Regions from separate parts of the Mus musculus genome. Here regions 2, 3, 4, 5 and 6 are each linked to region 1. The links are chromatin contacts, called in public ChIA-PET, HiChIP or PLAC-seq and Micro-C maps. All regions are on one chromosome and are shown on one strand. Each heading gives the region's core, a stretch centred on a gene start, on an enhancer-like site or on the middle of the called end of the contact. The rest is flanking DNA. Distances are from core to core; before and after follow the strand shown.

The links. Hi-C and Micro-C count contacts between places; a contact is called where the count stands out from the background. ChIA-PET counts read pairs in DNA pulled down with a chosen protein or histone mark. HiChIP or PLAC-seq counts read pairs in DNA pulled down with a chosen protein or histone mark.
Region 2: an H3K27ac HiChIP or PLAC-seq map of bone marrow-derived dendritic cells shows a contact between it and region 1, with 4 times the contacts expected there. The contact joins the enhancer-like site here to the promoter of Socs1 in region 1. A contact is called at or near these places in 8 of 39 promoter capture datasets (the C10 cell line, the HPC-7 cell line, cranial neural crest and 3 more), 1 of 15 datasets of contacts at CTCF or cohesin (embryonic stem cells), 4 of 484 Hi-C or Micro-C datasets (B cells, embryonic stem cells and pro-B cells), 2 of 115 datasets of contacts at active chromatin or transcription factors (bone marrow-derived dendritic cells and pancreatic cancer cells) and 1 of 9 other capture datasets (macrophages).
Region 3: a contact with region 1 is called in an HNF4G HiChIP or PLAC-seq map of pancreatic cancer cells. The contact joins the promoter of Gspt1 here to the promoter of Socs1 in region 1. A contact is called at or near these places in 3 of 39 promoter capture datasets (cranial neural crest, maxillary cranial neural crest and pre-B cells), 4 of 484 Hi-C or Micro-C datasets (embryonic stem cells, muscle stem cells and uterus), 3 of 115 datasets of contacts at active chromatin or transcription factors (memory CD8 T cells, microglia and pancreatic cancer cells) and 2 of 9 other capture datasets (adipose tissue and liver).
Region 4: a Micro-C map of embryonic stem cells shows a contact between it and region 1, with 2.6 times the contacts expected there. The contact joins the promoter of Zc3h7a here to the promoter of Socs1 in region 1. A contact is called at or near these places in 3 of 39 promoter capture datasets (liver, neutrophils and pre-B cells), 9 of 484 Hi-C or Micro-C datasets (CD4 T cells, the HL-1 cell line, embryonic stem cells and 4 more), 2 of 115 datasets of contacts at active chromatin or transcription factors (memory CD8 T cells and regulatory T cells) and 2 of 9 other capture datasets (adipose tissue and liver).
Region 5: a contact with region 1 is called in a Micro-C map of embryonic stem cells, with 3 times the contacts expected there. The contact joins the promoter of Nubp1 here to the promoter of Socs1 in region 1. A contact is called at or near these places in 5 of 39 promoter capture datasets (the C10 cell line, cranial neural crest, embryonic stem cells and 2 more), 1 of 15 datasets of contacts at CTCF or cohesin (embryonic stem cells), 9 of 484 Hi-C or Micro-C datasets (B cells, cerebellum, embryonic stem cells and 3 more), 7 of 115 datasets of contacts at active chromatin or transcription factors (astrocytes, bone marrow-derived dendritic cells, cardiomyocytes and 1 more) and 3 of 9 other capture datasets (embryonic stem cells, liver and pancreatic islet).
Region 6: a contact with region 1 is called in an RNA polymerase II ChIA-PET map of memory CD8 T cells, with 47 read pairs. The contact joins the promoter of Snn here to the promoter of Socs1 in region 1. A contact is called at or near these places in 18 of 39 promoter capture datasets (the 3T3-L1 cell line, 3T3-L1-derived adipocytes, the SN4741 cell line and 11 more), 8 of 484 Hi-C or Micro-C datasets (CD4 T cells, CD8 T cells, Sertoli cells and 4 more), 2 of 115 datasets of contacts at active chromatin or transcription factors (memory CD8 T cells and pancreatic cancer cells) and 4 of 9 other capture datasets (adipose tissue, liver, macrophages and 1 more).

Annotation. Positions count from the first base shown.
Region 1 is chr16:10,783,610-10,788,445 of GRCm38.p6, forward strand. It overlaps Socs1 (suppressor of cytokine signaling 1), which reads right to left and starts at 1,927. Exons shown (of 2, transcript NM_009896.2): 1 at 1,822-1,927; 2 at 199-1,312. The coding sequence starts at 1,262. The coding sequence ends at 624. Tnp2 (transition protein 2) reads right to left here. Exons shown (of 2, transcript NM_013694.4): 1 at 4,656-4,836; 2 at 4,326-4,484. The coding sequence ends at 4,468.
Region 2 is chr16:10,284,022-10,288,857 of GRCm38.p6, forward strand. Emp2 (epithelial membrane protein 2) reads right to left here. Exons shown (of 5, transcript NM_007929.2): 3 at 4,034-4,139; 4 at 1,434-1,580; 5 at 1-594. The coding sequence ends at 407. Among named protein-coding and RNA genes, the nearest start is that of Emp2, 28 kb to the right of the region's middle. Within about 2 kb of position 2,675, at least 118 of the 459 cell types and tissues checked have an H3K27ac peak or open chromatin away from gene starts, as enhancers often do. A contact at or near this core is called in bone marrow-derived dendritic cells and pancreatic cancer cells, where this site is marked.
Region 3 is chr16:11,252,036-11,256,871 of GRCm38.p6, forward strand. It overlaps Gspt1 (G1 to S phase transition 1), which reads right to left and starts at 2,290. Exons shown (of 15, transcript NM_146066.2): 1 at 1,608-2,290. The coding sequence starts at 1,962. LOC115488671 reads right to left here and starts at 1,601. Exons shown (of 2, transcript XM_030249388.1): 1 at 190-1,601. It overlaps Mir1945 (microRNA 1945), which reads right to left and starts at 2,410; the gene lies at 2,333-2,410.
Region 4 is chr16:11,173,833-11,178,668 of GRCm38.p6, forward strand. It overlaps Zc3h7a (zinc finger CCCH type containing 7 A), which reads right to left and starts at 2,509. Exons shown (of 23, transcript NM_145931.3): 1 at 2,388-2,509. 4930509G22Rik (RIKEN cDNA 4930509G22 gene) reads left to right here and starts at 4,344. Exons shown (of 4, transcript NR_151506.1): 1 at 4,344-4,836.
Region 5 is chr16:10,409,946-10,414,781 of GRCm38.p6, forward strand. Nubp1 (nucleotide binding protein 1) reads left to right here and starts at 1,993. Exons shown (of 11, transcript NM_011955.2): 1 at 1,993-2,050; 2 at 2,125-2,229; 3 at 3,666-3,799. The coding sequence starts at 2,032.
Region 6 is chr16:11,063,577-11,068,412 of GRCm38.p6, forward strand. Snn (stannin) reads left to right here and starts at 2,722. Exons shown (of 2, transcript NM_009223.3): 1 at 2,722-2,871. It overlaps Gm9861 (a long non-coding RNA gene), which reads right to left and starts at 2,692. Exons shown (of 2, transcript XR_003951968.1): 1 at 2,422-2,692.

The DNA.
Region 1 (4,836 bases), core at 677-3,176:
GATACTCAGGAGCGGCCATCTTCCCAGTCATAAACCACAACTAGCCTGGAAGTTTGGTCCCCATCACTGTGGGTGGAGATGTATATGATGTCCGACCCTCCCCCCTCCCCCCAGCATCCCGAAGACTTCAAGAAAAGTCAGTCTGTATACCCCACTCCCAACCCAGGACGTTTGGCCAAAGCATACGCTCTAGGAATCTTTGTTTCTTTTAAAAAAAAACTTTCATAATAAAGTTTATTACCTAAACTGGCTGTAAAAATATAAAATAGGATATTCTGCACAGCAGAAAAATGAAGCCAGAGACCCTCCCCGACCCCTGGTTTGTGCAAAGATACTGGGAATATGTAAACATGGAGAGGTAGGAGTGGAATTCAGGTCCTGGCCCCAGACACAAGCTGCTACAACCAGGGGGGACCCGGAGGGAGCACCAGGAGGGGAGCACCCCCACCCCTGAGAGGTGGGATGAGGTCTCCAGCCAGAAGTGGGAGGCATCTCACCCTCCACAACCACTCCCTCCGACCCAGGCGGGGAGGGCTCCCACGTGGTTCCAGAAAAATAATAATAATTAATAATAAGAAATAATAAGGCGCCCCCACTTAATGCTGCGGCACAGCGGCAGCCGGTCAGATCTGGAAGGGGAAGGAACTCAGGTAGTCACGGAGTACCGGGTTAAGAGGGATGCGCGCCAGGTTCTCGCGACCCACGGCGGCCACGATGCGCTGGCGACACAGCTCCTGCAGCGGCCGCACGCGGCGCTGGCGCAGCGGGGCCCCCAACATGCGGCGCGGCGCCGCCACGTAGTGCTCCAGCAGCTCGAAAAGGCAGTCGAAGGTCTCGCGGCTGCCGTCCAAGTGGAAGCGGCCGGCCTGGAAGTGCACGCGGATGCTCGTGGGGCCCGAAGCCATCTTCACGCTGAGCGCGAAGAAGCAGTTCCGTTGGCGACTGTCGCGCACCAAGAAGGTGCCCACGGGCTCGGCACGCAGCCGCTCGTGCGCCCCGTGCACGCTCAGGGGTCCCCAATAGAAGCCGCAGGCGTCCAGGAGCGCGCTGGTCCGCGTGATGCGCCGGTAATCGGAGTGGGAGCGGAAGGTGCGGAAGTGAGTGTCGCCAGGGGCTGGGGCTGGGACCGCCGGGCAGGGCCGGGGACGCACGGGGGCCGCTGGCGAGGACGAAGACGAGGACGAGGAGGGCTCTGACCGCCGTCGGGGCTCTGCTGCCGGGGAGATCGCATTGTCGGCTGCCACCTGGTTGCGTGCTACCATCCTACTCGAGGGGCCAGCTGGAGGGGTGGGCCATAGCGTCCGGGGCTGCGCTGATGGGGGAGACAGAGGCAGTGAGCCGGGCGTCCGGGTGGCACAGGCCGGCCAACAGACCCCAAGGAGCGAGAGCGGCACGCAGAATCCGCCCGGAGCTTGAGCCTCGGTGGGCTCATCTGCGAAGTAGGCCGTTCCTGTATGCGGAACCCTTCCAGACTGGCGGTGGAGCCCTGCCTCCCCGCGCGCGTGGAGAAGGGGGCGTGGAGAGGGGCCCGACTCCCGGCCGTCCCCGCTGGTGGCTAGTCGCCTCGCGGCTGCCGCCTACTGGCCACGCCGGGGACTGGAACCCGGGCGGAGGATCAGGGCTCAGGGCCGGAGAGGAGGGGCTGACGGCGCCCCGCTCGAGCGAGGGGCCTCCTGGGGGAGCCGGGGCGGGGGTGGGGGGGCGCCAGAGGCGTGGCATCCTCGACCCTGCCATACAGTCTGCGAGGTTAGTCCTGCCGGGCTCTGCTCCCATCACCTCCCATCCCCTCCCGCCTGCTCCCTCGCAGCTGCCTTGGCTCACCTGGCGGCAGGACGCGGGGAGCCGCGGCTGGGGGCTCCGGGGCGGCTGTCGCGCATGCTCCGGGGCTGGGAGCCGTGCCGCTGCCACGGCCGCAGTTCTCTCTGCTGCTGCCCGCCCCTGCATCAGGCTCTTAAACCAGGCAGGCCCCGCCCACAGGTCCAGCCCACCCCCGCTTTCGGTTTCTCTTTCCGGCAAGTCTTTCGGGTTCTCTCTAGACTCCTGAGGCTCTCCCTGGAGACGGTTCCTCTAACTTGGTTTCGCCTCGCACCTTCCCACATTGGGACCTCTGGGGTTCCGGCTCCAACCGGAATCTTGTGTTCCGTGCCTGGGGTGCTTAGGACTTGGTGCCCGCTCTTTTGCTCTACCTTCGCCCCAAATCGCAGCCCGCCGTGTGGGATGCTAGCGCGGGGCTGACACGCCTCCTCCCCTCCGGGTGTCTGCATTCTTCTGGTTAGGGCTCCGCCTCGCCTGGACCCTGTGCTCCCCAAGCAGCTCCTCCCTGCCAGGGTCCTTCCTGCCCAGGACCCGAAGGCCTTGGCAATCTCGACCCTTCTTGGAACCCGGCTAGCTAGTCCTAGAGACCTGTGGGGCCGCCGCCCTCCTCCAGAGCCGCGTGCGGGCCCCTCCCGTTGGCCATTCGGCCTGGCCTTGGCTTGGGCTTCCCAGGAAGCGGTGGCCTGACCGCAGAGGCTTCAAAGGAAGCCTAAGGCGGTGCGGGAGGGGCGCCCCCGCTCCCGGCCTAGTTCCTCGGAAACCGGGCGGGGTTGGGCTGGGTTCCCAGGGGCCTGGACTCACTCTCTGCACTCTTACTACGTGGGCAGCCGGAGAAACTGAGGCCCCGGGCGGGGCTGTGATTCCAAAAAAAGCTGTAATCCCCAAACTTTTGGTCAAGACTCCAGCAAGCATCTGCCTGTACAAGGGGCCCCGAGCACACCTTGGCTTAGGATCCAGGCAGTCAGACCTATCATTAGGACACTGTGTGGTTTCGTGATTCAGTTTGTCCTGAAAGGCCAGGAGTGGGTGCCTGGCTGACGATGTTTATGAATGAAGGCGGATGAGGTTCGCGTGCAGGCTTCCCTGTGCTCACAGTGACGCACACTGCCCTCTACAGGTTTCTCTGTTAGCTGTCAGGCGGCTCCTCTGAAGCTCTGAGGCCAAGTCCTGGTCTCCCCAGACAGAGCACAGAGCGCCATATTTCATCCTAAGCACAACCAAACTTATCTTGTGGTGCTTGAATTTGTGTGGCTGTGGTTGTGGTGCAGCCATGGTCAGTCTAACCCTTGGTGGGCGATAAAGGCTGGGTTTGTAGCACTGCCTCCCTCTAGCGCGTCTCAGCCTAGACTGGCCTTCAGGTCTTTCTGGTCTGGCAAGCATCACGGATGCTTGTTTGCAGTGCTGGGGACTAAACACAGGGCCTTGTACCAGCCTATTTTAGTAGTACTGGGGTTGGTGAACTCCATCCCCAAACTGTGCTTCCAGCCCAGGCAAAGTGAGGAAAACCTCTTGGGGTACAGTATCCCCTTGGGACTTGGCAGGCTTATTGGTGCTGAGGTGGGTGACAAGGCTGGGCTGGCTCCTGCAGGCCTGCCTCCCTGCCAAGCTCTTGGCAGACCTTTTCAGAAGAACCCTATAAATAGAGGACTCCAGGCCTCCACCTCTGCCTGCTCTCAGGAAATCTCCCCTCCTCCTCAGTCAGAGGGTGTGTCCTCTCGCCCTGCCCCTGGCTAGCCCTCTCCCATCCATCACATTCCAGTGATGCAGTCTTTAGTATATATGCCAGGGATCTGATTGCCTTCCTTCCATCTAAAGTACAGGGCAAGTCAAGCTGTCTTTGGACAACTTGGTTTCAGTTTCTAAAAGTTGTGAAAAAGAAACATGCTGAGCTGTATAGCTGCTTCCTGACCCACCCCCAGGGGTCCAGAGAGCCCAGTACCCACTGTACAGTGGCTGCCATTGTAGGGTCCTGCAGGCTTGGATGCAAAACGTGGTTCCATAGCCTAGCCTGCAAGCCACCTTTTTCCAGCATTCACAGTGTCCTGCTGGGAAGTACTGCCCACTGCCCCTGTGTGATTTTGAAAGTGTCAACGCAGATGGGAGAGGGAGGGACTGGGAGATTGTGCGGTGAGGTAGATAGCCTGTCCCACTTCTGGGAAAGCTCTGGGAAGTTCAGTTCCCTGAACTTGGTCCGTTAGCCAAGCAATGTTGCCTTGCTGTCATGTCTGCTGTGTACACTTGCGTGCAAGCATCCCTTGTGGATAGGAATGCTTTATTTAAAAAAATTAAAACTGCTGACTCAGGCTGGAGAGATGGCCGGGCGGTTAAAAGCACTGACGGCTCTACCAGAGGTCCTGAGTTCAATTCCTAGCAACCACATGGTGGCTCACAGCCATCTGTAATGGAATCTGATGCCCTCTCCTGGTGTGTCTGGAGACAGCGACAGTGTACACATACATTTTTTTTTTGTTTTTGTTTTTTTTTTTTTTAAAAAGCTGCTGACTCAAGACTAGTCTTCCAGGGTACAAGCTTTAATCCATGTTGCATAGAAATTGCTGCAGTGACATGTTCCTGTGACATCATCCCAACAGTCCCCTAGTGATGGCTATCTCATTTTGGGATCAAATGGACACAGGAACATCCTGGAGTGCGTCACTTGTATCTTCGCCCTAAAAGACAGGAATGGAAAAAGGACCTTTAATACCTGTCTGCTCCCCCTCCACTCCCCCCAGTCCATTCCACTCCATCTGGAAAGCAATTGAGTGCGTGTTGCTCAGGTAAGCCATGACCGCCTGGGCAGCCTTGCAGTGTTCCCTTGTCCCCGCTTGCCCTGCAGGTACCTGAGCTACGCCTCTTAGCTCTGTGAGTCCGTTTCCGCCTCCTGACGGCCTTTCTCTTGCTCACTTTCCCTTCAAAGGTCTTCCTGTTCTTGGGGCAGCTCCCGCGGTGGCTGGGTCTTGCAGGTGAGTGTCGAGAGTGCACGGATGGCTTGGGGTGCTTCATGGGCGGGCCAGGGCTGGG
Region 2 (4,836 bases), core at 1,425-3,924, 500 kb before region 1:
GCCGTACCCACACCACAGAGCCACCCTTGAAAAGCATCCTGTGGAGCTTGCTGGGCCTTGCTGAGACTTTTGGTAGGCAGGCATTCTGAATGCCAGCTTTCATGGTCTGGTTTGTGATCCCAAGAATGCAGAAACTCCTTCTCTGTCTCTATTCTTTCTTCTTCTTCTTCTTCTTCTTCTTCTTCTTCTTCTTCTTCTTCTTCTTCTTCTTCTCCTTCTCCTTCTCCTTCTCCTTCTCCTTCTCCTTCTCCTTCTCCTTCTCCTTCTCCTTCTCCTTCTTCTTCTTCATAAAAGCTTTTAAAGGAAACAATATGTTTGCTAGAAAAAACACAAAAAATGATTATATACAAAATGGTTATGTGACCATGGATGCCACCCTGTGGGAGGGTGGTCAGACTTCTGACACTTATTTACGCTTCCTCAGGATCATGTACATGAGGCCGCTGATGAAAGTGAAGGCAAAGGCCACCCAGGCCAGGATGAAAGAGTAGCCGTAGCTGCCTTCTTGCAGTAGGTAATAGAGTTTTCTGTTCTGTTGGTGAAGGTCTTGGCGCCGGTCTGTATAGATGGAAGCTCCGATCATGACACACAGACCTGTCAGGAACAAAGACAGGGTTCAGAAATATTGCAGGCCACACTAGAATCTGGACCTGGCCTAACACTTGTTAATGGCTTCCCACCAGCTTAGGATACAGACCTCAAGTCCTTTCCGTGGCTTATGAGAGCCCGTTCAGTCTGCCCTCCTCATTCCGGCCCTCACAGCTCTGCTTCTTCATCCCAGCACTTTTGCCTGCCAAACTGTTCCTTCCACTCCACACCCAGACAACACATGGTACCCAAGCTCAGGCTTCAAGCTTTGCAGACACCTTCCCTTTCCCCCTAAATCCAAACTCCTCCATATGGAGTGTGTGCCAGCTTCTCCTTTCTGGGTGTTCCCCAACTTCCCTCCTTCAGTGATTTTGGTGGGATACAATGCAGAAGTGCAGCACAAGCTATAGGAGAAGAGCTTCACTTTGCCGGAAGGAGTCTGTGTGTCACCTGCTAATGGTCTGTCTGTTCTGAGTTAACCATAAATCTACATGCCGTCCAAAGTGGTGAAGGAGAAGGAACTCAAGACTTCATGGCCTTAGTGTGTGCAAGAGATGAGGAGGAGGAAAGATGGATCTCAGAGATGAGAGCCACCTGGCCAGAAGGCCATGCCTGAACTTGGAATTGATTTATTGTTTGCCCTCCACTAGAGGAGCCCAAGAAAAGAAGGAGGGCAGGCTTTGCTCTGGCAGACTGTCCCCTTTCGAATAATGTATGCTCTAAAGAGTCACTTCCTGGCTGTGTGTGTGTGTGTGTGTGTGTGTGTGTGTGTGTGTGTGTGTGTAGGCAGCACAGGCTGTCTCATGTGTGTACAGGCAGTACACGCGGCTTCCAGGTTCACTTACAGGACATGAGCTGGATGATGGACGTCAGGACGAACCTCTCTCCCTGCTTGAGGCGGAAGAGCTGGAGCAGAAAGATGAGGAAGGAGATGCAGGAGAGGATGGTGGAGAGGATCATGGTGGCCTGCACCGCCTGCATCACAGAATAACCTGTGGGCAGAAGATGAAGGCTTCACACAGAGGGTTATAGGACTGTCTGCAGCCAAGCATGTCCATCCAACTACTGGGCACTGTGACACAGGGTTGTCATCTATAAACTTCACACTGAGATCTGACACCAGGGTAAGCTCATGTCTTAAGTGAGTCCACAGCATTGTGTTGGGCCCCATTCCTAGTCACTGTGCTCCGTGGGCCACAGACTGAACATACCTGGCCACCCTGGCAGTGTGCCAGGCTACCTCGCTCTTCTCCTCCAGCTAGGCAGTTGATCAAATACCAACTTAAACAGAAGATGAAGCCAGAACCAAGACTCTCCCTGCTCTGGATTGCAGCTCCTACCTATTTGGCTTGGGAAAAGAGCAACAGCCAGGTCTCAACCTTTTTAGTTTGCCTGATGGCTGGAGGGAGCTTTGATTATAAGGGCTGGGTAAGGCGTTAACAGCAATGGATCGTATCGCTCACATTAAGCTGCACATCTGGGCCCCACAGAAAACACCTGGTCCTGCTTCCTGTTTCCTTATGGCAAACAAACGTACTCTCCAACAGAACACATCACTCCTCAAAGTCCAGGATCAGGGGTAAATAAGCTGGGGGGGTGGGGCTCTCTGGCTAGGAGTTGAGGGGAATGGGCCAAAGGACCTTGTGGGGTGTTAGGAAAGTCCTCTGCTTTGCTTTCAGTGGTAGTTTGCTAGGATTATAAAGAATTGTCAAAACTCATTGCACCAAGGAGCCCTTAAGAAGTATGCATTTCCATGTTTGTAAATGATGGCTATATTCTAAAAAATATTACCAGACTTTCCTGAGACAAAATGAACTGGAACACCAGGCACGGAGAACACTTCTAAAGTCTCCTAGGGAATTTCAAAGTGAGCCAACGTTGTGACCCCGTGGCTTTGAACATTAGTAATTAAATTTTCCAAGGAGCCACCTAGGAAGGCTTATTTAAAATGCAGATTCCTCACTCAGCCTCCATTCCTCTGGGGTTGGTGCCAAGATAATATATTTTTAGCAAGTACCCCAGGTGATTCATATCCTGTGACGAAGCAACTGTAGAAACTGGTTTTGTGAGAAGAAATGACTCGGTGCTTTTAGACTAGGTTCCTTGGCGATGAGCTGCTGAGTGTGCTGCTGGTGGCCGTGATGTCCGTGTGGGTGAAACCCAGCCAGGCCACCAAAAGCAGGAAGTCAGTCAGGGGAGGGCTGTGACCTTGCTGTGGTCTCAGGGTTCCTGGAGGCCTCAGGAATGGGCTCGCTTGCAGGGCTACCACCTCATAATACCTGCTAAGACAGCCAGGCCCCATAGCAGCAGTGCCTGTAGTCTTGGGCTCAACAACTATTTCTGAGGTGTGTCAGTTGAAGGGAGAACCCAGAAAGTTCCAGAAATCAAAATCTGAATCTGCCATGCACCATACCGGGTCACACAATGAAACAACATGCAGAGATTGTATTCGGTGTTGTAAGTCATCTAGAAACTACGGTGCAGAGGTGGTGTGCACCCTTCCACAGCCTTGGGGAATCCTTGCAGGGTTTCAGAACTACTCCCTGCACAGCTACATGGGCTACAACTGCATTTGAGTTGCTTAAATTTTGGTTTTGTTTAGCACAAAAAAATCAGTAAGGAGAGGATGGGCCAGAGAGATCTCACTAGCTAAGGCTTCTCCACCGTCCACAACCATGCTGGACAACCTGAGTTGGAGCCATGGAGAACTAACCCCCACAGTTCTCTCTGATGTCCACGTGTGTGTCATGGCCTCTGACAAACAGAGACAGAGGGAGTCAGTTGGGTTAGACTTCACTGAGGGTCTTTGGCTTTTAATTTAGCCTTTCCTCCTGTTTTCACGGCTTGTGACACCAGTTTACCACTGATGCTGCAGGTACATTTACTCAGGAAATAAATTTACATGTGGAAGAAGTTGGAGCTGGCACAAGGTTTTTTTTGTTTTTGTTTTTGTTTTTGTTTTTTTTCTTTTACAGGAAAGAGCCAGGCAATAAATTACTTTAAGCTTCTGGTCACATTATTATTATTATTATTTCTTCTCCCCCTTTTTTTGTTTTGAGGATTTTGTTCTTTTTACAACTCTTTTAAAATGTTAAAAGCATTCTTAGTTCATGGGCCACACCAAAGCAGGTCTTGGGCTGCATTTAGCTGGTAGTTCACGGATTCCTGATTTAAAGAGCTGTAATACAGGAATTCCCACAGGGAGGCATGGAACACCAAGAGCAGAGGCCCAAAAACACTGCTTCTGGACTCAGCAAGCTGTCTTGATGGGTCCAGTTTATCACCACTGCTGACTGTTTCTGGGGCTCAGTCAGCATTACATACAGGGACAGAGAGCAAGCAGATAGGCCTGGGTCTGCTGAGATGGACCTGACCTGGCTGGGTCTGCCAAGTCTCAGGAGGGAGGGGATATGGGAATGGTGATGCCCCAGCCACCCACACTCACCTTCAAACGCTTCAGGGCCGGTCAGCTCATTGATCTCGGTACAGTTTGTGCTGTTGGTGCACACTCTCCAGAGGTCAGCAGAGAAGCTGTCGCCTACCCACCAGGCCTGTGAAGGGAATGGAAGCCGCTGGTTAGGGACGCGCAGATCCTGAGTCCTGCTGGGCCAAGGAGTCAATGTGGGCCCTCAGGACTCACTGCTTCTCAAGGGCAGACCACAAGTGAGTCTCCTGAGGACTTGGTTCAAATGCACACTTGTGAGTCAAGAGGCCTCAGGTCGGTTCTGAGTCTCTGCTAAGTCCCATGGGATGCCAGGTCTTCAGAGGGATCTGAGGTGGCTCATGTTCTCATGACCCATGGGAGAAATATCCTGAGGGTCAGTGGAGGCCAGTTCTACCAGAATGGCACGGGGAATGTGGAGAAGAAAGGGTGACATCAAGGGACCAGGAGATCTGATGGGTGGATAAGAAAACATGGCACATGTACACAGAAGAAAAAAAATAAAATCATAACATTTGGAGGAAAATAGGTGAGCACACGAGCGAGGCTCAGGGAGACAAACACTCGAGTTTCTCTTACATGAAGAACTGGATTCAGAGCTGTGTATGCGTGTGTGTATCTGTGTGTGGTTATAGGCCATGGGATTAGGACCGGATCAGAACCCGGAAGAGGTGGGAAATAGAACATAACTGAATTCACGTGATGAGCAGAGGCAGGGTGCTAACTGTGAAAGGAGAAAGGCCCAGCTGGAGAAGGGGAGAGGGAAAGAAGGGCAGAGGGAGGGAGGGGAAGGAAGGGCAGAGGGA
Region 3 (4,836 bases), core at 1,040-3,539, 470 kb after region 1:
TCCTGCACAATAAAAGCCCCAAAGCTCACTGCCCCCCAAAACCCACTCTAATACAGACCCAGCTCCTCACAAAAGCATTTCCCTGAACAGTCCAACACCCTCTCACTTCTAAAAAGCAAAGTGAAGCACGTTTCCCAAGAAACTAAATTCCAAGAACGTATTTATTTATTTATTTATTTACTTACTTACTTATTATTTGCCAGACAGTCCCGGTAGCCTTCACCTAAAGATCTTGCTGCCCTCACTTCCTGAGTTCCAGGGTTGCAACCTCACCTGGGAGGGCAGCGAGGTGATAATGCCATTTGTTTTCTCTGCTTTTTCCAAGCATTCTCCTACCTCAGCCTCCAGAGTTCTGGGACTCTATAGGCATTAACTAGTTAGTGTACCACCACACCAGGCCTAAGTCCAGAACTTAAAACATACTCTCACTTGAAATAAGCTCAAATTATCTGCCCCACCAATGTCCCTGCTAAATAATCAAAGTCTCGGCCTTTTCCCTTCCCGTTTCTTTCTTTCTTTCTTTTTTTCTTTAGGACAATACCATATTTACTCAAAAAAGCATCGTCATGGGTGGGGGAGCGTGTGGGGGACTTTTGGGATAGCATTGGAAATGTAAATGAAATAAATACCTAATTTAAAAAAAAAGCATCAGCATGAAGGCAATACTTAAGTTCACTCAACAGCATTGCTACAAAATCTGTACCTGAAAGCAGGCTACCAAACATACAGCCCGTTTGTAAAAAGGTGTTTAAAGACTGCAGTTTGAAACGACAGAAAGTGTATTTAGTAGCTACTTTATGTGACAAATATTAAGTTATCAGAAGTATTTAAGTAACAGACTAGACTAATACACGAACGCAAACTAAGCTTTTATAAGCAACCCTTATAAGGGCCATACTTTTAAAACAATTAAAAGTCTACACGCCATTCAGAAAAAGTCTTAAATCCCGCTTAAAACCGCACATAAATCAATGAGGTTTACTACCACATGTTAGTACTGAGGAATCCTTGTGACATTTAAAAAACTTTTCAAGTATTCAAAATGTTAAGGGTGAAAAAAGGTCTTTGTATTGACAGCCAACAGTTTCTGGCGGATCACAAGCCTGCAATGCATCTTGGGATTCCTTCAGGTCGCTTTAGTGCCACCGATACTTAAAACGCAATTACAGTTCCAAACGTAGAAACTACAGTAGGAGCAGCTCTCTGGGCCAGCGAAGAGACAAGTCCTGTCCCCCAAACCCTAGACTTTCACACCCTCCTCCTGCCGGACTTCAAGCCCTATCAGTCCCCACTTCTGGGCCTCGTGGCACTGACTGGCCCAGGGCTGGCAGGGTCCCATACAGTTCCTATGCCTAGGGGTGAACCGCGTGCGGCCTTCCGCGGCGGGGCAATCGCCCCCGGGTCCCCTGGTCTCTGCTCCTCCTGGCCCAGGCGCCCCAAGCCAAGCAGCTCCCAGACTGGAGGCGCCCCACCCAGACCAGCCGGCGCCGCTGTCAGCGCCCCACGTGCGGGCCGGCCGGCCTCCCGTCCTCTCCACCCAGCCCACCGCGGAACTCCGGCCCCAGGCCGCCGCCCGTGCCTTGGGGATATCCAGCCCGGCAACTTACCCGAAGGGCCTCCCGCGCCGCTGCCTGCTCCGTGGTCGCCTCCGGCTGCGCCAGCTGGGGATAGCGGCGGCTGGGCCGGACCCCGCAGGAAGGACGGCACGAATTCAGCGGCGTGGACGTTGGGGACGAAAGGCTTGGCGTTGACGTTGAGTTGCCGGCTGAAAGCCGCGCTGAGGTTCTCACGCTGGGCCTCGGCCACCGCGGCCATGGAGCCGCTGCCGCTCCCGCCGCCGCCGCAAGGCCCGGGCCCGGGGGCCTCCATATCCGTCTGGTCCCAGCAGTCGGGCGCAGAGTCGCTGCTGCTGCTGCTCCCGCCGCCGCCGCCACCGCCGCCACCGCCGCTGCTAGGATCCATGATCGGGGGGGCCGTGTGTGTGGTGAAGAGAGGGCGGGAAATGGAGGCGGGGGCGGCCGACCGGGGAGGAGCAGGCCGCGCTGACCCGGGGAGGACGGCAAGACTGGGGAGCTGACAGTCAATGACTCACTCGCCGGCGTCCTGGGCAGCAGCTACAGTCCAGACAGTACACTCGAGACCAGGTCGACAGCGGCTCAACCCTCCTCGTGTGTGCGAAAGGATCTCCTCCCACCCAACCCCAACTACCGCCGCCGGCCTCACCGCCAACCCCACGTTTGGAGAGAATTGACCTCTCGCTACCACCCGTACCTTCGCCTCGGTAGTTCCCGTCTGTGTCCGCCCGCGTTTCCGCCTACGAAGCGCGGCCGATAGCTAAACTACAAGTCCCGACAGTACCCGCGAAGACCCGGTGCGGTTTTCTCGGGGGCTGACGGGAGTCGGAGTTCAGCGCTCAAGCGTCACCGGAAGCGGCTGGAACTCCCGGCAGGCAGCGCGAGGAGGCAGAAGTCTGGTGGCCCATCTGTCGCAGGGTGGGGGTAGGGGTAGGCTCTACTCGGCTAGGGCAAGACGGTGGGCCGAGCCCTTCCGCACGAGGCGACGATCCACCCTAGCCTGTGAGAACACCCGGTCCGCAGGCCTAACCTAGAGGAATTTTTTTTTCTTCTCCCTTTTCGGCGCCTTTTCTGTCTCCCAGTCTATATACCTTATTCTCTTTCTCTCCACCCGCAGCCAGAGTTTGCCCTACATTTCAAAGCCGGCGGGAGGCGTCTTTCCTTTTATGTATTCATTTTTGGAAGAGGCAGTAAAACCATGAGATGTTACAGCTGAAACTGCGTGTGGCTCATAAAGGTCCAAGGATGTCCGGCAAAAGGATCCTTAACTGGAAAATTTCAGTGACTCATGTTATGTTTGACTAGTCATTAAAAGCCCGCACCTAAAATGTTTTTTCGTCCTTTCATCCTCCCTGCCAGGAGATTTACAAATTAATCGGGATTGCCATATTTTTTAGTGTACCCAGCGGTACCTAATAGTGGCTATTTTGGTGCTTCCAGTTCCTTAGCTGCCATTAGGTAAAGTGCTGTTCTTTTGAAAGGCCGCATCTGTCAGCTATTCTTACAGTCCTTTAATAATGAGGGCATCTCACACTTTCAAGTTGCATTTTAGTAATTGTGGGGTAAGTGACAAGCAAGAAAAAATAAAATTCACCTTTATTTTTTACTGCACGAAGTAGGAATACCTGTTCTAAATACCTGTTAAATGCTCCTGTAATTCACCCATGGAGACCAAGACAAAGAAAAGTATACTCTTAATTTTACTTGCTCTGAAAAGAGTCTAGACAGAATGCAACTAACCTACTTGGAAATTACAGAGTAACATATTCAAAATGTTCAAACAACGAGTTTTTTTTTTTTTTAAATCTGGATCTAAGATATCTAAATTGGAATGCTGACTTTAAACATTTGTATAATAAAAAGTGAGAATTTGGCCTAACGAGAGAGGTAATAGACAAAGTTGTCAATAATTTTTTGTTTGTTTTGTTTTTGTTTTGTTGGGTTTTTTGGTTTTTCGAGACAGGGTTTCTCTGTATAGCCATGGCTGTCCTGGAACTCACTCTGTAGACCAGGTTGGCCTCGAACTCAGAAATCCACCTGCCTCTGCCTTCCAAGTGCTGGGATTAAAGGCCAGCACCACCAATGCCCGGCTTTGTCAATTACTTTTTAAAGCAAGGCTTCAAACTAGCTCTTTTTTTCTTCTTTTTGTGGTTGGTTAGTTAGGTTTTGGTCGGTTGGTTGGCTGGTTGGTTGGTTGGTTAAGCAGAGACAAATGAAGCCCAGGCTGGCCCTGAACTCCAGTCCTTTTATCTTACTTTCCAAGTGCTGGAACTCTCTGCCTGTCTACCACCAAGCTCAGCTTGAACTGGTTTTTTGTAAATGACTTTTTTTTTCTTGCATGTGTTTTAAGATGTCCTCTTTGTGTGATCCAGACTGACTTGGACTCAAGATCATCTAGTTGAAACTGCTGGAACCTGTACAGCACCACAGTTTTCATCTTTAAATCTGTCTCTAATAAATTCATACCTCATGGGAGATCTGCAAGCCCCAGCCCACTCCAAAGACAGCTCAACATCTGCATGCGGCTGACTGAACTAGCTCACCACAGCCTATCACTGGATAGAGCCAACCCCTAGGGCTCCGGGTGTTCACACTCTGAGAATGTTAGCTCTTCACAGCTAGTTGAATGAACAGTTTCTTTGTTCATGGTGCTTTTTCTAGAGACAGTGTCAGAAAAGTGTCGTTTGGAAAAGCCTTTGATCAGCCAAGTGTGTTGGCTCAATCCTGTAAACAAGGAGGATCCCTATAAATTCAAGATTAGCCATTATTTAATCTGGGATCAATGTCTGCAACCCCCAGTGTTGGAATTATAGAGATATACCACAACTCTGACTTTCTTTGGTTTTCAAAGGCATTGACCTACCTGTGCAAGCTTCAACAAGAAAATGAGAGTCTGTCAACAAACACCGCTGTTGTGCTAAAAGTGAGCAACTTGAAGACTGTTCTTGGTTCCTACCACCTAGCATAAAGCTAAACAAGTAAATGCAGGCAGTAAGTGTAAAGTGTCACTACTGTCCTTTATAAGCACTTAGGACTTTTCAAGTACAGAGCAATAACTCATTTTCTTTACGTGTGTGGGAGAGAGAGAGAGAGAGAGAGAGAGAGAACACACACATGGAGATCACAGGACAACTTTAGAGTTATTCTCACCTTTCATGTTGTTGAGGCAAGGTCTTGTTTTTGCAATGCCCTGTCCTGCAGACGAGCTGGCTAGAGGGCTTCTGTGCCGTTCTTCTGTGATGCCTCGATGTAGGAGTGCTGG
Region 4 (4,836 bases), core at 1,259-3,758, 390 kb after region 1:
AAACTTGCAAAACTTCTTGTTGGGGCAAAACCTGGCAAAGTTAAGCAACCCCATTTTTTTTTTAACATCAATGAAGTCACTGAGAAAGCTATGACAGAGTTGCAAGACAGGTTAAGTCGTTACTGCCGAGCCTGATGACCCTAGTTTGTGTGTTTCAAAAACAAAACAAACAAACAAAAAAAACAAAAAAACAAAAAGAGTGTGTGTGTGTGAGTGTGTGTGTGTAGGAAGGGAGGGAGAACTAGCGCTCACCAATCACTTTTTCTTCATTTTTATATATCTCAGAAGTTTGTTCCAATTGTTTTGTTGTTTGCTGTTTGAGGTGAGACCTCACCGCTGCCCAGGCTGGGGAACTCCAGGGCTCCAAGGCACCCTGCCATTTCACTCTAAGTGGCCGAGGCCACAGCACGCAGCTGACACCCGGCACTGTAAACACATTTCACTTGAAGATCATGGAGAAAATGTGGGTTTGCTGAGACAAAGCACACAAAGGTATTATCTAGAAAGCAACTTTCCTCCCGAGGTATTCTGTCTAAAGATGTTTTTGATTTCTATCTCCTTCTTAACTAGCTACTCAAACTATTTCTATAGTTGACTATCAACCAGTCATTTACAAATGGATTGAATACACCCAAATCAGTTTCAAAAATCAGTCAATATTGACAACTGTAAAACCTTACAGCTGGCAAATGAACATTGTTACTAATAGATCTTGGAACCACAAGACAAGAGCCTGTAGGCATATAGAATATAACCCCCAACCAAAAGTCACAGGAACACAGCTGGGAAGGGGTGTTTTGGTACATCTTGAGGACACTGATCAACCTGTTCTTTGCATAATACCCCACTCCAAATACTGACATTTTCAACCTCAATAACTCAACCTTATTCACATCTGTAGCGCACCCTGCTGGTCTAACAGAGCAGAAAGGGGAAATTTTTCAATAGAGAAAACTGTCCATGCACTTGATTTAGTCCAAAGATGAAGAACACCACACCAACACCAAGTCCACACCCACACATACACTCACGCACACACAGTGCAGCTCTGCTCATCATTTCAACGGAGGTGAAGAGAGCCTTGGATTCCTTCAAGACCTCCATGAAAAGCAGCTACTTCCAAAAGAAGCAGGAAAAGAGCAGATGGCAAGAGCGCCCAGCCCCTCCCCCAGTCCAGTAGAGCATTGTCCAATCGAAATACGATACCGGCGGTACGTGCCATTTTAAATTACGAAGTGGCCATACTAAAATAGTAAAAAGAAACTGGACAGATTGTTTTAATTCTAACGTAGCCACAACAGGTATCACCTCAAGTATATAACACACTGCTTGCTAAACACTGGCTGATTTAAGCATAGGAGTTTACCAAGGAGATCTTTTTCGTTCTTTTTCTTCCTCCCAAACGAAATCTTTCAAATCAGACTTTAAAACTGAAACCGGAGTGGGGCGGTGGTGGCACGGCTTTTAAATCACAGCATTCGGGAGGTAGGGGAAAGCAGATCTCTAAGCTCAAGTCCAGCCTGGTCTACAAAGTAAGTTCCAGGGCAGCCAAGGCTAAACAGAGAAATTCTGTCTCGAAACAAACATACAAACAAACAAACAAATTGAAACCAAAAGTGAATCTCAATTCTTGCCACATTCCAGTGCTCGACCACCCCACTTTACCAGTGGCCACATTACCATCGGACAGCGCAGGTCTACACCAGACCCTCTTGGTCTTAAATACCTAACACTATGACCCTCTTTGATCCCTTAACATCTGGGGACCCAAAAAACGCCCAACCCCGGAATAAATTCACCCAGTCAGAGCGCAGGCACCACCCCTTGGGCCCAGCTAGGACCTTCCAACCTGACCACACCCCTGCGCTGACTACCCCTAACCGGAAATTCCCGCTAATGGGAACTGACAGGTCTCCATTCTTTAAGGGTGGGGAAAGGAAAACCGAGAACCCTCGTACAGTCTCCGAACCCCGGCCGAACACCGGAAGCCAGTCGCCACCCATACGCGGGGTGGGCCGCGCATAACACCCGCAAGGGGCGAACCCGACACCGGCGAGCGCGCACTCAGCTGGCGTCGCGAGCGTCCCCAAACCGAGACACTTACTAACACGGACGCCCCGCGATCACCCAGCACCCAGGAATAACGAAATGCTAAACCACCAAAAGCTAGTGCGTGGATGTCGGCCAGGCAGTCCAGGTGGCAGGGGCCGCCGCGCGTGCCCGGATTACGACTCCCGAGGAGCCCGTGCAGCCGGTTCGGGGGTCCGCGCCCCTCCCCCGCCTGAAGTCCGTTAACGGCCGCGCGTGCTCACGAAGCGACGCGGCGCACGCACGCGATTGGAAGAGCGCGACCCTGCCCGCGACGCCCGCGCGTCCCCTTCCCTCACCTGCGGGGCGGCACCCAGGAGCCGAGGGGCGCGGAGTGCGGAGGCGACAGCGGGATGTGCGTTCACCGGCTCAAGAGCTCTCACAGTCTCGCAGCTTCCCTGGGCGACCCACCGCAGCTGCCAGCCCGCGACGCTCGGGGCGGCGCCCTCTGGCGGCGGGAGGCCTCGCGCGCCGCCCCGCAAACGCTACCATTGGCTGCGTTGCCAGTGTCAGCCCGGGGTTGGAGGCGCCACGTCGGGGCCTCGGGGCTGCGGAAGCGGCGGCGATAGGCGGAACCCTGGGCGGCCACACGGAAGGGGGTGAGAGACCGCAAGCTCTTGAGCCCAGCATCATCGCCCTCTCCCACACCGCTTGGATACCAAAGTAGGACTGGAAGGAGACCTAGATTCATCTGGGCACCAGGGTGTCACTTCCTTCGGAATCTGTTCTCTGCAGTAACTTATCCTGAGCGTCCTGCTTTGCATTCCGATACTGTTACCGTCACCCTGAAAACAGCCATACAGTCGTGTCCTTTCAAATGAATGACAGGCATAGGGACCCGCGTTGAACAGGGAGGTGACCTAAACTCATTCGGACGCCGGAGCGTCACTTCGGAACTTGTCCTCAATTCCCTATCCTACTCGCAGTCACTGTTTTTATCATCTTGAAAACAAAATGCGGTATTTTTGCAAATGAATGTAGGGACGGATCTCAGAGCCAACACAAGCTCTTGTTCTCCCTGGCCTTCATCTCAACTTATATGTCGCTGTATTCACCGGTGTTTCAGTGGTCAGGTGTACATTACCCCAGACAGAACAATGTAAGGCTGAGTCCCTGCGACTGGAGATGTGAAAAGTGCTCCAAGTCAGGGCAGTAGAAGGGAGAGTGCTTCCAGGCAGTGGGAAAGATCCTGAGCCTAAGTTGCTGAGGGACAGGGAAGACAAAGTGTGTGTGTAGAAAGCTCAAAGAGGATGAGCCACTGCATGAAATTTGGAATTCAGTGTCTGAGATGGAAATTACAAGGTCTAATTTGCAGTTTTAGAAAGTTTCTTCATGCCGTTGGGCGGATATATAGAAAGGACAAGCAGAAAAGTGAAAGGGGTTGAGGATGTAACTTAGTTGTCAAAGTGCTTGCCTAGCCTTGAGTTTGATTTCCAGCACCAAATAAACTGGATATGGTGGGGTACCCTTGTCATAGCAGTACATGGGGGTGGGGGGGGGGGGATAGGAGTTCCAGGTCTTCTTTGGCTATGAAGCAAGAAATACCCAGGTCCAGGACCACTGGGGACAGAGGGAAAAGTTTACATTAGAAGGAAGACACTGAGATGCACTCTGTCTGGACCCAGAGTGCTACTGTAAGCTCAGGAAGTCGTCAGTACTGGGCCAGTACAAAGTGAAACTTGATGAGAATGTATGGACTTCCTGTTGTTCCTGTACCAATGGCCTACATTTTTGTTGCCTTGAAACAACATAAACTTAAGAGTTCTAAAGGACCAGAGTCTGCAGCAGGTGTTTCACTGGTGATGTCCAGGTGCTGACGAGGCTTGTCCCTTCTGGAAACTAGTGTTGAGCTCTTGCCTCTTTTTAGCTCCTAGAGGCCTCCTGGACTCGTAGGTCATGCCTGTCATCTCCAGAGCCAGTATTTTCCTCTAAATGAGGTCTCCTTGCCACACCTTCTCTGGGTCTTTGCTTTCAGTTGTCCCTCAAAGGGCCCTGGTGATTGCATTTGAAACAAGGAGGTCCTGGATCCCACCTGGAGATTCCCAGTGATTTTCCAGGCAAGGTAGCAATAATCACAAGTTGCTGGTGATAGAGAGTAGATATATCTGGGAACCCATCATTATATGTACTGTAGGGAGCAAAGGAAAAGAAGGGCTGAGCATGGATGAACCTTCTCTAGCCTTGAAGAATACTGTGTGTTGTAAGGGTCTCTGCTTCTTTGTCTTCTATACTAGTGGGGAAGTCCCCGGCCTCTTACCTGGGTGCTGTACCGGATAGGTGCATTTGCTGAAGAACTGTTTTAGGCTCCTGCCTCCCAAGGGCTGGCATTAAAAGTTCATCACTATCCCAGTCTTTATTCTGTTTTCCATCCTCTGGTACCTTACAGAGGCCCGGAACACACAGTGTTTTATGATCTCTATGAGATTGAGGCCAGCCTGGTCTATGTAGAGTTCTAGCCAGGGCAATGGAGTGAGACCCAGTATCAAAACAACATAAACTGTCCACATGCTGACTTGCCTTAACATCAATTTATACCTGAAACTAAATGCAAGCTAACCATTAGTCAGTTCATTAGAAATAGGGTCAATTTACACAAAGGACAGGGGAGAATATTCAGGAGTCAATGGGACAGATTTTATATTTGATTCATCAGTTTATCCAGTAATTATATGCCCCCAAACAGGTGATGGGATAGAAAGCCTTGCATGTGCTAGACAAGCTCCCTGCCACTGAGCTATAGCCACAGAC
Region 5 (4,836 bases), core at 743-3,242, 370 kb before region 1:
CACTCACCAGCACTCACTGCAAAACCCTTTCAGGTCTGTTATCCCACAATGCCTCCTACTAATGTCAGAGTCTACACTCAGTCTCACCAACATGATTGCCTACACAAGAGCTGAATAAGGTCGATGCCAGTACACATGTCAAAGTGGACAGAGGCAGCCTCGACCTCACCCAAAGAACTATAGCATTCTACAGGAATGCTGAGACTGGAAGAATAGTCCTCCCCATGGAAGAGCACACCAACGGAATGGTCACCTTTAAAAATAGATATACAAGTATCTTTTATACAGAGTGAACAGATTGTATGTGTGTATGTGTGTGTGTATGTTTTTAAATGTAATATGTAGCATATGTAATAATGTTGTGGGGTATTCATCAGAGATGACTGTTCAGACATGGGTTTAAGCTAATGGGAAGATTTTGCTATTCAGTATCCCAGTGGAGCACTGAGCCTTTCTTGGAATAAACTTTTAGGCACAAAAACCATGTTCTGGGTTAACCTACTTCAGTAACAAGAACAGATAGCCAGAATCAGCTCTACAGAAGCAAAAAAGAGAGGTTAGTACAGTTAGAGACTTTCCCAGAGTCATGGACTTTGGTGGATTAGGTCTTTGTTTTCATTTTGGCAGGTGCTGCTGTCTATGTGCTGAGTGTTACAGCCTGAATGGCACTTCCATCATGGAGTCAGTTGTGCTAAGGTCTGGGGCCCTGTCACAATAACAATGAAAAAAAAAAAGTCCATGAATTTGATAAACAGCAAGGAGAGGTGGTAAGGTTTGGGGGAAGGAAAATGAAGGGAGAAATGATGTAATTATAATCTCAAAAATAAATGAAAAATATTTAGAATCGTTCAATGAAAACAGTAACAACCACCACCATCTTGTGCCAAAGTTGCATGCAGCCAAGCTCCCATGGCTGTGACCATGGACAGGATGTCTTCATGGAGTCTAAACACTGCTCCACAGACACAGACAGGCCATTTGTCTAAACACTCACAGACACATACAGGAGAAATGGTAGCAGCAAGGACAGTGGGGACCTGCAGAAGTGAGAGAAAGCTAGGGAAAGCTCCCAGTGGGGGCACAGGAGTGGGTTTGAAGAGGTTTCACTGAACAGATCTGAGGGGAAGCAACAAAACACAAAACAAAGTATTTTTCTAAATAGCACAGCAATTTTAAGAGGGCGGGGGTGTCAGCCCAGGAATGCTGGTGGTGCACATTGTAATCCCAGCAACTGAAAGACGGAGGCAGGAGGATCAAATGAGAACTTACACTGCTGGCGATTGAATTTATGGCTTTTCACTTGCTGGACAGGTACTCTACCACTGAGCTACACCCCTTTATAAAGTCTCCCCTCTTAGCCAAACATGGCAAGAAAATCATTAATTCAAGATCAGCTTGAGCAGAAGAGAGGAGAGGAGAACAGAGAAGAAATAGAGAGGGACGGACAAAGTGTTTTGTTGGATCTGTATTGTTTCAGTGCTGGGGACTAAATATAGGACCTCATGCATGATAGATCAAGCACTCTACCAATTGAGCCACAATCCCAGCCTGTAACAGAATCTAGGGTAGGGCAGATTATTTGAAACTGAGTAAATATTGACATTGATTGTACTTTTATTAGTAGTACTGCATCAACACTGAGGCCACGGAGAATAACGTTCGTTGGCGACAAAAACCATACTTAAAAAAACAAAACAACAACAAAAACAAAAACAGAATCAAAAACCTGCATTATGTGTAAGAGTCCATCCTCGCTTTCCCTATGAGTTCTGGGATTTGGATACAGGCTGGCTCAACAGAATCTTTAATCGTTAGAGCCACTTCATTTGCTCAGGTATCATATATTTCTGAGTCTCGCCCTGTTTTAGCGGGAAGAGGCATAGGAATCCCACCCACTGCACACACGGTTTTGCGCGTGCGCAGTCCTGGTCTGGCGAGACAGTTCCCGCGGCCGGGGGGTCAGATTGGACCTGCGAGGCGGAAACACGCCCCTGAGGTTCCGGCGAGCGCAGCCCGGGCAAGAGCGGCAGCATGGAGGAGGCGCCCCACGGTGAGCTATCGCAGGACGTGTGGGTGGTCCCGCTGGGACCGAACCACTCTGACTGTGCCTTCGTCTTCCCGCAGGCTGCCCCGGGGCCGACAGCGCCCAGGCCGGCCGAGGAGCCTCGTGCCAGGGATGCCCCAACCAGAGGCTGTGCGCATCCGGAGCCGGCGCTGCTCCGGATCCCGGTGAGGAAGCGGCGGGCAGATCAGGAAGTGGAAGGGGCGGGACTTGAGGGTGAATGGCAGCGGCTAGTGGGCAGTATTCTAATTGGTTGGGGGGAGGGCGTAGAAGGCGGAGCTTGAGCGAGAGGGAGGTTTTAAAAATCAAATAGCGGAAAAACAGTGATGGAAATGGAGGTTTAGTCTGATCTGCGGTAGACAGGGAACCGAAGGGGGCATTAAAATAAGCTTGGCGGCACAGGCTTGTTCCCCCGGAACTTGAGGGGCAGAAGCAGGAGGATGGCTACAAGTTAAAAGCCAGCCTGGACTACAGGATGAGACCCTGTATGAGTGAATGAATGAATCAGTGAATGAATGAATGAATGAACGAACGAACATTAGGTCGAGTGTGTTGGCACATGTTTGTAATCTCAGCATTTAAGAGGCTAACCCCGGGCTTAGATGAGACCCTGTCTTTATTAAAAAAAAAAAAAAAATCAGTAAATAGGACCTCAAAGAAGGATAGAATAGATAAAAGTGATGTCGGGCAGGTACAGGGCTTAAGTAATAACCGCTACCTCAGTATCCACAAGGCCAAGCACAGAGAGGAGAATGGAAAAATACTGAGATCTTTCAGGCCTGAGTCCTGGCACATGTCCATCACAGGTCACAGAGGCTCTGCTCTCTCTGTGGCAGAGAGAAGGACCCTCCTGTTAAGGAGTCTATCTTTCAGCAGACATGAATGTTCATTATCTCAGTGGAGAGACAGATGGGGGACTGAGAGCAAAGTGGGGAGGAAGCAGGAGCAGGCACGTTAAACTCACCAGGGATCAGCACTGTGAGGGGCCATCTCCAGGGCGAGGAGGACTGAAAGCCTAGCTGGAAGGAAGGCTTTTCAGAGAGAGGCTGGGTTTGGTTGTTGAGTCTCCTGAAAACTGATCTTGAGCAAGAATGCCCTCATGGTGAAGACCAGTCTCCCCACAGTGTAGTCTGTAAAGATTTGAAACAAGACGTGACATTGGAAACCCAGTACGTTGCTGGGATGGTTGCTTCTGAGAGCCTGTGAGTTTCCCATCTGCAGCCCTGGGGACATTGGAGTTGATCATCCCTTGTACTGGGCCTAACCTGTGCTTAAGACACTTAGCATCCATCATCCGAGATGCCAGTAGTAGTCCCTCCTGTGGCATCCAGAGAATTTCTGCAGATGTTAGCAGATGCCTCCTGGGTTCTGTTGAGGAGCTGGGCTTTGAACACCCCACTCTCTCCTCGGAGGGCATGTGCTACTGCATAAATAAGACAATCTTTTCAGGTTGGTAGTGACCGTATTTTCTTCCTAGCATTTATTTTTAGTTTGCTGAAGTGGTATCTCACAAAGAGCCTTAGAAACAGCTTAAAGAGCACTTTGGAAGAGGGACGGGTAGGACTGAGGCGGGGTCATCATCACCTCCTCTACTTCTCTGCAGCCGTGGAGGAAATCAGAGAGAAGATGAAGACGGTGAGACACAAGCTCTTGGTGCTGTCTGGGAAAGGCGGCGTTGGGAAAAGCACGTTCAGTGCACACCTCGCCCACGGCCTAGCGGAGGATGGAGATACACAGGTGGGAGCCTGGGCTAAGCTGGGAGCTGCTCCGTGTGTCAAAGGGGCTGCTGATGGCTTTAGAGGGTGATTCTTAGACCAGGAAAGCAGCCTCTCTGACTGTCTGGACCCTGCCTAGCCCCTGGCTGAGGCGAGGCATCTCCCTGAGCATTCTGACCAAGGTGGCGGTGTACCTCGGCACATTCTGGCGGTCATGTAACACAGGGCCTTTTACATCTGCCCCTCATAAAGCTCTTTCTGTATCTGGAAGTCCTAACCCTGCAGCTGTACCTTGATCCATCTCCTGTGAGCTACGAGTGCTATTTACATATTCACATGGTCACTTCTCTAGTCAGAAAAGCACCTATACATTATTATTGGTTTTGTGCATAAAGCGGAAGACATTTTCTGCTTGCCTCTTACAGAATTGACCCTTGTGCTAGCTCCTTCATCTCTAGAGTACAGACAAGCATGAAATTGGAATTCCCTCACCAGGCCATGTGACACAAGCTTGTAATCTCAGCATTTCAGAGCAGGAAGCTTTTACATTCAAGGCTAGCCATGGCTACAAAGTGAGACCCTGCCTCATAACAGACAGACTTACTCAGATTCCCAGTTCTGTGCTCTGGGTTCCAGCTTTAGGAAAGGTGTGGTAGCCAGGAGCAGTGCAGGTTCTGTCTAGTGCTGTCCACATCACTGCTGATGCCCTGGCTGGTTACCAGGCCCTCTCTCTGCCTCCATTTTCTCATCTATAAAATGGGTCTCAGAGGCCTGGGTGAGAGGCTGCCATTACGGTGCAAGCACAGTGCCTACCACACAGTCCGAGTCCTGGCAATGCCCTGGCAGCCATCTTCATTACCAGTGCACGTTGCTGCCTGGAGTTCAGAGGGTGATTGCTTTTAGAGTTGTGTTGCAGCCTGCCCAGCCCACAGCACAGGGCAGGTTAAGTGTGTTCATCTGTTCATTGTTCTGTTGGGGGACAGTCTCTTGCCACCAGAGGGTTAAATTTGCATTGCCCAGTACAGTGGAACCTTTTTTTATTGCAGTCTGCATTTTTTA
Region 6 (4,836 bases), core at 1,472-3,971, 280 kb after region 1:
CAGAGAGAGGATGCGGGTTGCCAGAGGAGAGCAAGACATCCTGCCTGCTTGTCACGGAGAGAGAGTAAGGGCCTGGGTAAAGCAGGCTCCTGGCTATAAGTGCAGGGCTCCCAGCTGCCCCCGTGGCTCAACCACAGGCAAGATGCCTGCAGCCTCTGCCACCTTCAGTAGCTGACTTACCCACTGACTGCTCAAAGTGTGTTTTCCACTTATCACCCACTCCTGGGAGCTCATAAGAAAAGCAAAATCTAGGCCAGGCGGTGGTGGCTCATGCCTTTAGTTCCAACACCCAGGAGACAGAGGTGGGCAGATCTCTGTGAGTTCGAGACCAGCCTGATCTACAGAGTGAGTTCCAGATCAGCCAGGGCTACACAGAGAGACCCTGTTTCAAAAAGCCAAAAACAAATAAAACAACAACAATGACAACAAAACAGAATCTCAGGTTCAAAGCAACTATTGCATTGTGACACTCTCTTGGGTGACTTTGAGGCATATACTTGTTTGTACTCCAGTGTCCTCATCTGTACATTAGGGGTTGGGTTTGGGAATATGCAGTGTTTAGTAAAGTAATCAATTCATTCTAAGTGCCAGACTGGCACTTATGTAGCCCAGGCAGGCCTCAAACTCAAAATGTAGATAAGGAAGACCTTTGAGTTCCTGATTCTGACTCTATCTCCCAAATACTGAGATTATAGATGTGTGCTGCTGTGTCCTCTCTATGCAGTCCTGGGGATGAAACCCGGTCCTCTTGCATGCTAGACAAGTGTTCTATTAGCCTGCCACTTTTGAAATTAGTCCTGTCTATTATTGTTAGCACCAGCGAGGTAACAGAGCTATCTGGGTTTCTGCCAGTCACTGCCTTTCTCACCATCTCCAACAGTGGGATGCAGGAGACCCACCATGAAGCCGAGGAGCTGAGGCTCAGAGAGGTGAAGTCACCGGCCAAAATCCAAATGTGGTGATCTGAGTCTTCTCTAAACTTACCCATGTTAGTAAGGTAACCAGTGAGCAGGTAGGCGTCCTTCCCCTGTGCCCATTACTTGATGGGTTCCCAGTTCCATGAGGTTTGTTTGCTGATGACCCCATTTTTCAGATGAGGAAAAGTGAGACACAGAGGTTAGGTTAGCCCTCCAGTAGGCAAGGCTAGATTTGAAGTCATTTCTGTGGTATGCTGCTCACCTCTCCCCACGTCCTCCCCTCAGTCATATATATACCTGCTCGTGTTTATCTCCCTGCCAGCCCCAGCTCTGGAGTTCTGGACCTACCTATTCCAGGCCTAGACCACTAATGAGAGGCAGGAGCTCTGAGGACGCACAGCGATGGGCAGGTCTGTGAACAGGAGCTGTTCAGAGCCATCAGGCTCTAGGCTCTACGGCAGCTGGCCCAGAGCCCTGCTTCCTTCTGCCTCTCTACACCAAAGCCAGCTTACTTCCTCAGCCCAGTCCTTCAGCAGCAGAGACAGCCTTGCCATCTTACTATTCATTCATTATATCTTATAAAGAGCCTACTGTGTACTGACTGTTCTGTAGGCTCACCAGTGAACGATTCAGTCTTAGTCCTGAAACGGAGACTGAAAGCTAATGAGATGCCCTTAGAAAACACGATTTCCCAATGGACATGAAAGTCCATTGACTGGGAAAGAGAGCAAGGGTGTGAAGCTGAGATCTGAAAGATGGTGTGGAAGAACGTTTAAGATAAAAGAAATGACATGGGCCAAAGGATGAGAGGTATGGAGGGGAATCACTCTGCTGAGGTGAAGTGAGGGAGTTCCCACACTTCAGCTTGTGTGCAGGACCTTAAGAAAGTTAGCAGTCCCTAGCTTCCCAGCTCCCAGGGGGATATCCCAGTCTTATCTGCCCCAACCAAGTTATTTCTTCCTGGCTTCCCAAGTACCTTGGGCCTCAGAGGTCTTCAAACTCTTTGTGGAGTTCCTGGTGGCCATCACGGAGTGTCCCATCCTCTCTCAGACTCTTTTTGGGGGGCAGTCAGTACACCAATTAGCACCTTTGTGTTCCTAGCCAGTTGTGTCTAGCTTCAAATCCTGCCTCCAGGACAGCACATCAGAGTATTTTAAGTCTTCTGGAGTGTTGAGTTCCTCATGTCAAATGGGTCGGTATGTTTTTATTTGGCGTTCTTTTGATGTTGTTGAGTGGACTGAACAGAGTACGGCACTTGGTGAAGGCTTAACTAAGAGGTTATTGAGTCCGCATCCCTGAGGACAGGACCTGGTTTGTCTGGCTAGTGGCTCAAGGGCGCAGCAAGATACATGATCAGTGCAGAAGGGTGGATAGATGAAAGGATAATGATGGAATTGAAGGGGAAAAAAGGAAGGAAGAAAAGAAGAGAAAAGAAAAGATGAGAAAAGGAAAGAAAATCATTCGTCTCTGCCTGTAATCTCCGGGCGGTGTATCACACTCTTACCGCTGTGCGCCTCAGTTTCCCCTCTGTCGTTGGGTTGACCCTCGAAGAAAGAGGACGCCAGGCGCAGGCCCAGTACTGCCGGCACCCAATAAGCGCTCAAGGAAGCCTGGCCTCCCGCCTTCTCTGCCCCAGCTCCGGGAGCCGCCAGCTGAGAAACACTACCCACCCCCTTGCTTACACTCCCTCTGCCCATTGTGCGCCTCCGGGCCCAGAGCGCACGTGACTCCACCCAGCCCGCTCCGCTCCGCCCCGCCGTCCCAGCGCGATCTCCAGTTGGTCGCACCAGAGCGCCCCGCCCCCAATCAGGGCGGAGCCCAAGCACCTCGCCCCCTGCTGATCGGGCTCTGGCGTCTGGCGAGGGCTCCGCGGCCGACCCGGCTGGCGCGCAGGCGGAGCCGGGGCGGCGGGGCTGCTGCTGGCTAATTGCACAGGACTGCGGGCCGCGACATGGTCAGCAGGGATGGGCAGAGCAGGCGGGTAGGGGGAAGGGACGCGCCGGATGGATCGGGGTGCGGCGCTGGCGGGTCGGCGCGGCAGATGCCGCGCGCGGGCGGGGGCTCTTTGTCCTCCGCCGCGGGATTGGGACAAAGGAGGTAGCGGGGGGCGGAGGCTGCTTGGCTGGGCATCTGCCCCTCTCCGTGACCCACGGTTCTATGTCCTGCGCGGATCCTCCGGGCTGCCCGGAACACTCACTCCGCATTGACGGGGTTCCTGGCAGCGCCCCAGCGTGGTCAAGATGGGATCGAGGGGAACGGGGGCCCAGGGAAAATCTGGCGCTCGTTTCATTGGTGGGGAGACTGAGGCTGAGCCGCAGCGTTTGGTCCCAGGTCGGGTCGGCAGTGATTGCGCGGCGTGGGCTTGAATGGGTCTCTGGGACCCCCCCCCCAGGGAAAAAAACTGGGGTCAGGCGGACTTGATTTGTCTTCAGCTGTCGTTTCCTCCTCAGCTGTCGCCCCCTGAACAGGCCCCTACTTCCCTAGCGCCTCGCCTTGCTCCTTCGATAGAGTGGGAGAGACGCGGCGTCGCCTGGCACCGCGCCTGCACACCGCCCGCGCTCAGCACGCGGGAGCTGCTGGGACGCTTGTCATTAGTGTCCAGTCCTCTCGACCCAGGTCACCTAGACTATCTCCTAAGGAGGGGTCAAACACAGACTCATTGTGCTCAGCTTTCAGGAGAAAGAAGACAGGTCAGACATATGACGTTTTAGAATCAGGTTTGAAATCGGTTATTTAGGATCGGGGCTTCCTGGGTATCTGCACCTCCACTTTTTAAACTGTGTGACCTTGGGGACCGAGTTAACTTCTCTAAGCTACAGATTATTTGTCAAGTAGGAAGAGCAGTCATTCGGTTCTAGGATTGTTTTGATGCAGAAGTTTTGGAGAGATCCACATGAGATGTTGGAGCTCAAAAGTGTGGCATCAAGGAACTTTTCAGCATCGACTATTATATCACCGCCAGAGTTGTATGGCCAGATGGGACCCTGACGAGTGGGGGCAGAATTCAGGCTTGGACTATGAGATTGCAGCTCACCTCGGGCAGTTCCCAAACTTCTTAGTCTTAGTTTCCTTTCCTGGCATAAGAACTGGGAGTAGGGTGGCATCTGGAGCAGATTTCTCTTCTGGAGGAGGAAGGGGAGGGGAGAGGACAATGGGCACAGCCATGATAGATGTTCCCTTTTCTTTCCTGTTGCTGTTGGTCCTCCATCTAAGCTCTTGGATGGCAGAAGCCCTCGGTGATGGTGCCTTTGGGGTTTGACCAAGCAGAACCCTGAGCAGGAAATACTTCTGGTCTGGGGTCCCCTGAAGAGGACACTTGGAAGGTGGCCTTGCTGGAGGATGGAGCAGTGCAGGAAGCCCCTGGATGTTAGTTGGCCCTGAAAGCAGGGCAGTATTTCTCACTGCCTTGGAGGCCCTGGGAGGTGGAAGCTTTGGATGGAGTGGCAGAGTGGTGCCCAGCTGAGTACAATAGCACTGGTGATGTGCCCAGTTAAGTGATGAGTAGGCAGAGGATGTCCCCAGAGAAGAGGCTATTTGTGACATGGGTCCAGGCCAGGCTTTGTGCCCTGAGGTACAAGAAGTTACAGAGAAAAAGGCAAGACATTAAGAACAGCCTGCTGTGGATAAGAGTGGTGAGAACCTGGCCTGCCTTGTTGCCTTCTGGGTGGGGTGAAAGGTTAGCTTTGGGATCCCATGAAGAGGTAGGGATAACAGACGCCTTTCCAAGGAAGACCTAAAGGAGAGTGTGAATTTTAGGAGACCTCTGCCCAGAGGTCACCACACTGTATGTCATTTTGAGACCAGTGTGTTCTAGGACCAGTTACCCATTGGTCTGGGCCTTGAGAAACCAGGCCCAGCAATTCTCAGCATTGCAGACTGAACTGGCTGTGGTGTGCCCAGACCCACATTGACCAGTGCT